Linked DNA regions of Sus scrofa: region 1 is linked to region 2. Evidence: chromatin contacts called from public HiChIP or PLAC-seq data. All regions are on one chromosome and are shown on one strand. The core of a region is the stretch at or near the end of the contact, and the rest is flanking DNA. Distances in the headings are between cores, read along the strand shown. Region 1 overlaps KMT2E (histone-lysine N-methyltransferase 2E). Region 2 overlaps LHFPL3 (lipoma HMGIC fusion partner-like 3 protein).

Evidence for each region. HiChIP or PLAC-seq counts read pairs in DNA pulled down with a chosen protein or histone mark.
Region 1: an H3K27ac HiChIP or PLAC-seq map of alveolar macrophages shows a contact between it and region 2. The contact joins two enhancer-like sites. A contact is called at or near these places in 12 of 47 Hi-C or Micro-C datasets (alveolar macrophages, blood, embryonic fibroblasts and 6 more) and 1 of 2 datasets of contacts at active chromatin or transcription factors (alveolar macrophages).

What each region holds. Positions count from the first base shown.
Region 1 is chr9:104,957,803-104,961,609 of Sscrofa11.1, reverse strand. KMT2E (histone-lysine N-methyltransferase 2E) reads right to left here. Exons shown (of 26, transcript XM_021102573.1): 3 at 1,479-1,593. Among named protein-coding and RNA genes, the nearest start is that of TRNAD-GUC, 42 kb to the right of the region's middle. Within about 2 kb of position 2,254, at least 1 of the 83 cell types and tissues checked has an H3K27ac peak or open chromatin away from gene starts, as enhancers often do. A contact at or near this core is called in alveolar macrophages, where this site is marked.
Region 2 is chr9:104,801,663-104,805,297 of Sscrofa11.1, reverse strand. The region is part of intron 3 of LHFPL3 (lipoma HMGIC fusion partner-like 3 protein); the gene reads right to left. Among named protein-coding and RNA genes, the nearest start is that of KMT2E, 73 kb to the left of the region's middle. Within about 2 kb of position 1,402, at least 8 of the 83 cell types and tissues checked have an H3K27ac peak or open chromatin away from gene starts, as enhancers often do. A contact at or near this core is called in alveolar macrophages, where this site is marked.

The sequences.
Region 1 (3,807 bases), core at 1,005-3,504, 160 kb before region 2:
CAAATACAGCACAATATAAGTTCAATGGCAATATGAAATAAACAACTTAAATAAAATTTAATCCTTAACTTTAATATTCAAGAGATATGAAATTGGCCCATTTCTTCCTTAATACCTTTAAAATAATGACTTGGTGAAACCAGATATTAAATCATAATAGTGAATGAAAATGTCTATCTACAACCTTGGTCACCTTTATGATGTGGATTTAAGAACAGTGGTTTAAAAAAAACTCACTAAATGTGTGTGAGTTGCAATTATCTTGATGTGTGCAACTAAAAGAAAATAGAGGAACAAACTGGATATACTAATTGTTATTCATAACCTTCAATTTCATATAGTCCTTAGAACAGTATAATGATTTCCCTTTATTAACTCTTACTATACTTATGAATTCAGAAAACTATGCCAATTAAAAAATCTCAGGGAAGTGGAGGCTAAAGAATAACAAAAACAGTTACCAAAGACATTATCACCATGAAGTATACAACAGAAGTTTCAAAATTCTGGGTTTTTTTGTTTTGTTTTGTTTTGTTTGCTGCATCTGTGGCATGTGGAAGTTCCCAGACCAGGGGTCGAACCCACGCCATGGCAGCGACCCAAGCCACTACAGTGACAACATTGGATCCTTAACCTGCTGCATCACAGAGGAACTCCATAATTTTGGTAATTTTACTCTAGACTAAGTGGCAAAAACCTCTCATTTATTGTGCCTTAATAAATCACCAATGTGTCCAGTTCTGCTGCTGTTTCAATTTGTGCTCTGCCACTTACTAGCTATTCAACACTGAATAAATCAGCTTAGATAAGCTTTCCACTTTCTCAGCTCTGAAATGGGGATGAAAATTATACCTATCTTATGAGGTTGCTTTGAAGATTAAATGAGATAATACTTGGGGAGTTCCCTTATGGCAGAGTGGGTTAAGGATCTGGCACTGTCACTGCAGTGGCCTGTGTTACTGCTACATTACAGGTTTAAACCCTCGCCTAGGAACTTCCTATGCTGAAGGTGTGGCCAAAAAAAAAAAAAAAAAAATCAAAAAATGTTTAGTACAGAGCCTGATGTATAAGTGCTAAATAAGTGGTAATTATACAAATTACCATATAACTTAGAATCAACAATAAATAGTGTAATTCTACCTACCATCTTTTTATAGAGAAGGTAAAGAATTGTAACACTGAACTATTAATATCATAAAAAGCTAAATGATAATAATAATATAAAAATTTCTAGGAAATTCCTCTTACAGAATTTTAAATCCCTTGAATAAAAATTAGATCAATGAAAAAAAATTTAACTACAAATTACATACCTAATTATTTAGCTAGTATGAAACGATTCTGCTTTTTTAATATTCAGTTTTAGGCACAATACCAAACACATCAACTTTCAACCTCTAGATATAAAAAAACAGAGAGATACAGATCTATACATAGAAATAAAAGAATACCCTTCAAGAGAAACATTTGACACTTACCGCATAAGGCAAACCAATGTAACTGTGTGAATGATGCGAGCTGCTGGTATATAACTGGTGGGGATAACTGTTGGATTTCTCAACTACCACAGGGCTAGCTTCTACGGATTCTGGTCTGGAGGGAAAAAAGTTGCATCAAAGAAAATTCCATTTACTTTTATCAATTTAAAATTATAATTTTATAATTATTGGCTATTCAAAAAAAATGTCTTTAAAATGTCTAAAACACAGATATCTTGTGGATGTGATATATCCTATCTAGAGCCCATGTCATAAGCATTCCAAAAAAAAAAAAAAACACTTTTGCTTAAAGTACAATAAATGTCCCAAGTTTAAGTTCAAATATAGTTTCCTTGTCATTAAAAATATTATTAGAGGTTAAGCATTATTTAATATACTCAGTGTCATAAAGGACACTATGCAGAGGGGGTAAAGTAGGGAGAAATAATTTAAAGAAGGTTTAATCTATATGTATCACAATTTGAATGTGAAGTATTTATTTCACTGTTCAAAGCTTTATGCATGTGTTAGTGTGTCAAGACATAACAAAGCCTTGGAAATAGCAGAAATGTTAAGGAAGAGAAAATCTCATAATAATCCATAGTTTGCTCATGAAAAAGCACAAATAGCCCATAGAGTAAATCAGCAGTTCTGGCCTGATAATGGCTAAATGATAATGATGACCTAACCAACCAATGAAAAAACAGGGAGTAACAACTCACCCACTGTGGGTGACTTACAAGTTCCCTGGCCTAGCATTTTACACCCTTCACTTTCCCAATTTCCTCATTTAATATCAATCCTCCTGAGCCCTAGGCTGGTAATTCTTACTGATCGGTGTGGTAGTAAATCTACTTCTGAGGGCAATTCACACTAAAATTAATGTCTCCCTTGCATACACAACAACACAACTTGTTTCTGTACCTTTATTCTTATCAAAGCCACCATTTAAGATGACTTTCTCATAATAACCCTTGTACTTCCTCTTATTTAAAACCCTCCATTAGAATTTAGTATTATTTGCACTCTTCATGGTTTAAATGCTTCTTAATGTAATTACATTCTAATTAGTCAAATTTCTATTGTCAACTACTTCTTGATATACTGTTCGCCCCTTCACCCATTCCCTTCACAAAGTCTCAATTTAGCTCTAAGTGACTGGTGCTTGGGATCCAGAGGCTAGAATCAGTACAGGGAGGAGACATAACTGAGGTCAAGTGATTCTGAAGGATAATGCAAGTCTCCGATACGTTCTGAATATTCTGAAAACCATTACTAATGTAATGTCAATGATGTTATGTTAAAAATTGCTTATTCTTTTTTTAAAAAAGGAATGTTTCTTAATTCCAAAATTAATACATGCTCATTATACAAAATTCAAAACAGAAGTACCTAAGAATGTGAAAGACCTGTCTTCATCCAAACCATGTTAAGATGCTATGTATCCACCTTTAAATTTTTCTATCCATAAAAATATCTAAGTTGTTTTATTTGCTTGTTTTTCTTTTTTGGCCACCCCATGGCATACAGAGTTTCTGGGCCAGGGATCAGATAGATTCAAGCTGCAGTTGCAATATGAGCTGCAGGTGTGACAACCCTGGATCCTTAACCCACTGTACAGACCGGGGATTGAACATACATCTCAGTACTCCCAAGATGCAGCCAATCCCATCGTGCCACAACAGTAACTCTTAACTCTTGTTTTTTAAGTGAGAATATACACTACATATTCACAATTTACTTTTTCCCATCCTTCAGTGTCAGTACAATATGTAGCTTATTTTCGGTAATAACTGCTTATTTCATTATATAATGTACCGTAGCTTATTTAACAAATTCCCTATTGTTGGATATTTAAATTTTTTCTTTTTTTTTTTCAGTGTTAAAGGTATCGTTGCAGTTGTACACACTTCTATACATTATTTTCTGCATCCATGGTAGTATTTCTACTACATGGATTCCTTGAAGCAGAATTGCTGAACAAAAGGGTAAAATAGATAGATGCTGCCAGACTACCTTTGATTACAATATTAATTCTTTTAAAATTCTTTTAAAAAAAAAAAAGGTAGTAAGTGCAGTTTTAGCAATTTGCGATCTACAGTATTAATATTAAAGCAACATATAGGAATTATGGCCAGAAAAGATTCACTTTCATGGCAAACAATTTATATTTTAGAGTAGATAATGGTTGAGAAATTAAAAAAAAAAAAAAAATTCAGTGCAAAGGCAGGTTAAGTTCCAGCATGTAAACAAGCCATAGATCCTTTATATAACCTCATGATTCAAATGAAAGCTATTAAGTACTAGCAAGCTGGCAATGCAAAAAAGC
Region 2 (3,635 bases), core at 153-2,652:
GATGGTTCACTAATTGGACATTCATTAAGGTTTGCAAAATGTCAGAATGTAAATTCTCCTGAAAGGGGAGTTTATTTGTTCTTCACAGTTCAGTGTGAATTACTTTAATCAGATAATCAGCTAATTTCCCTCCTAACAGCTGGTTGAGATCAATCTGTACCATATTCTCTATTAAAAATAAAAACTGGAGTTCCCGTCGTGGCGCAGTGGTTAACGAATCCGACTAGGAACCATGCGGTTGCGGGTTCGATCCGTGCCCTTGCTCAGTGGGTTAACGATCCGGCGTTGCCGTGAGCTGTGGTGTAGGTTGCAGACGCGGCTCGGATCCAGCGTTGCTGTGGCTCTGGCGTAGGCCTGTGGCTACAGTTCCGATTCGACCCCTAGCCTGGGAACCTCCATATGCCGTGGGAGCGGCCCAAGAAATGGCAAAAAGACAAAAAAAAAAAAAAAAAAACTCACTAGGAATATGGCAGAGATTCTCAAGCCTGATCACACATGAGCCTGACTTAGGAAGGTCATTAAAATGCAGAGTCTGAGGTTCCATCCTCAGAAACCCTCACTTCATGGGTCCAGATGATTCTGTTGCAGGTGGCTCTTGAACCATACAGGGAAATACTGGAGTGGAGAGAATTGCACAGGTATTTGGGGATCACAGAGTATTTCTGTGGGAAATGTGCTTGGCAAACTGCCAGAATGAAGACTTCTGGGAGTTCCCGTGGTGACTCAGTGGTTAACGAATCTCACTAGGAACCATGAGGTTGAGGGTTCAATCCCTGGCCTTGCTCAGTGGGTTCAGTATCTAGCGTTGCTGTGAGCTGTGGTGTAGGTTGCAGACGCAGCTCCCTCCATATGCTGTGGGAGCGGCCCAAGAAATGGCAAACAAACAAACAAACAAACAAAAAATTTCTGAACTGACCAAGAATAGGTTAAGTCTCAGGGGGGACCCTGAAGAAGGAGAAAGGAAGGGGAAAAGAGACCCCAGAATGAAAAAGAATGGAAGGAAGCTCATGCCTTCTCTGCGATGTTGTTAGCACCCAAACCTACCCTAGCATTCCCAGGATGTGCTTTGGAACTGAGCAACAGGCACGGGATTAGGTATTAAGCACTTTCCAGACACTGTCTCGTTTAATTCTCATCACCAGCCTCTGAGGGCAGTATTTGCTAATCCCCGTTTGTGGATTAAAGAGGTTGCAAAGGTTTTAAGTGGGAGAGCCTAGATCTGAAACCCTTGTCTGTCTGACTGCCAATTTGCGCGTTTACCCACTGGGTCACATTGCTGAAAGGCGCGGTCTGGGCATGGGAGCTCAGAGGGGAGCCTGTGACGATCTCCCAGATGCTTAGAAGTGCCAAGAACTCAACGGGGAGCATACCTTCCTCGGGGATGGGCTTGTTTTGGTGCCCCCTGGTGGCCGCTAACCTGTTGTCCTGAGAAGTGGCGGGGAGAAACTTCACTGAACTGAGTCTGGCTTCCCAGGACGCAAAAAATGATTCTTAAAATAGGGCCCTTCTCACCTGATCAAACACGCAAGTCCTTGACTCCCTGTATCTAAGCCTTTCCAGGGAACTCGCGTTAGACCTACATCCCTCATCTTCTGCCGAAGTGGCACATGACACACTAATTTCCAAATTACAAGCCACGACCTTTTAACCTGAGCACACACTGTCCCTCCAATCATTTAGGCCCAGAGAATCGGCTTCATTTTCATTAATCAGTAAGGAAAAGATCCCCTGGCTTCTCTACTCTACTAGGCCTGCTTCTATTTTTAACAGCTTGTCAGCCAAAGTACTAGAGGGCTAAAAATAAACTCACATATAACACAATTCTTCAGGTACTCATCTGCCAGGAGCAAGCTTAATTTAAGCTTAATACAAGATGAAATACCTTTAAGAAACACATTATTTCATGTAACTATTTATTAATATCTTTTTTAAAACAGTCCTCCGGTATGAACCCTTTGCTATAGACCTTGGTAATGAGAGGCAGAAGGCTGTGAGAAGAGATTTCTTCAGAATTACTTGGTCATAGTCCTGGCCAATTATAAAATGCTTTAGGAGCTCTTATCCTTAACTTCAAACTCCATCAGTCTCCCTTTGATTTTTTTTTTTTTTCTCTTTTTTGTCTTTTGTTGTTGCTATTTCTTGGGCCGCTCCCGCGGCATATGGAGGTTCCCAGGCTAGGGGTTGAATCGGAGCTGTAGCCACCGGCCTACGCCAGAGCCACAGCAACGCGGGATCCGAGCCGCGTTTGCAACCTACACCACAGCTCATGGCAACGCCGGATCGTTAACCCACTGAGCAAGCGCAGGGATCGAACCCGCAACCTCATGGTTCCTAGTCGGATTCGTTAACCACTGCGCCACGACGGGAACTCCTCCCTTTGATTTTTAATCTTAACTCTAGATCTCGGCTTCAACTTGATGTAGGTGAATTGGGTCATCTTGAAAAACTAGGGAGATTTAGCAAATAAAAATATATGATGCCTAAATTTCAGATAAACATCGAATGGCTTTTTAGTATAAGTCTGTCCCGAAGATTGTGTAGTTGGCCTAGGACTTCCCTGGTTTTAGCACTGAAAGTTTTATGTTTGGAAATGCCCTCAGTCCCAGGCAAATGAGGACAGTTAGCTGCTGTAAATACAACGTAAATCATCCACAGCTCTTGCAGATTTACCATCCCCTGAGAAGTTCTATAGAAGAGAGTTTTTTTTTTTTTAGTAACAGTTTTATTGGGATGTAATTCACATACCATAAAATACCTCTTAAAGTGCACAAATTATTGATTTTTTAGTATATTCATAGAGTTGTGCAACCAGCACTAATTGAAGAATATTTCCATCACCAGCGTGCCCCCATTTTCCCCTCCCTCTGGCCTTTGGAAAATATTCATCTATGTTCTATCTTTCCGGATTTGCCTATTCAGGGCATTTCCTATGACTGAAACCATGCAACATGTGGTCCATTAAGCATAACATTTTCAAGATTGATCCATGTTACAGCATGACTCAGTACTTCATCCCTTTTTATTGCCAAATAGCGCTCCACTGTATGGATATACCACATTTTGTTTATTCATTCTCCAGCTGATAATTACTTGTTCCTGCCTTTTGGCTATTCTGAAAAATGTTGCTCTAAACATTCTTGTACATGTTTTTGTGTGGAAGTATGTTTTCATTTCTCCTAAGTATTTATTCTGAGGAGTAGAATTGCTGGGTGATAGAATAACTGTTTAACTTTCTGAGGAATTTTCCAAACTGTTTTCCAAAGTGTCTGCACCATTTTACATTCCCATCAGCAAGCTAGGAAAGTTTCAGTTTCTCCATATCTTGGCTAACACTTGTATTTTTGATCACAGGCATCATAATGGGTGGGAAATGGGCATCTCATTGTGGTTTATTTTATTTTAATTATTTTCATTTAAACATGTTTATTATGGTTGGTTTACAATGTCCTGTCAATTTCTGCTGTACAGCAAAGTGACGCAGTTACACATAAACACACATGCTTTTCTCATATTATCCTCCATCATGTTCCATTACAAGTGATTAGATATAGTCCCCTGGGTTATACAGCAGGATCTCATTGCTTATCCACTCCAAGTGCAGTAGTTTGCATCTTCTAACCTCAAACTCCCATCTC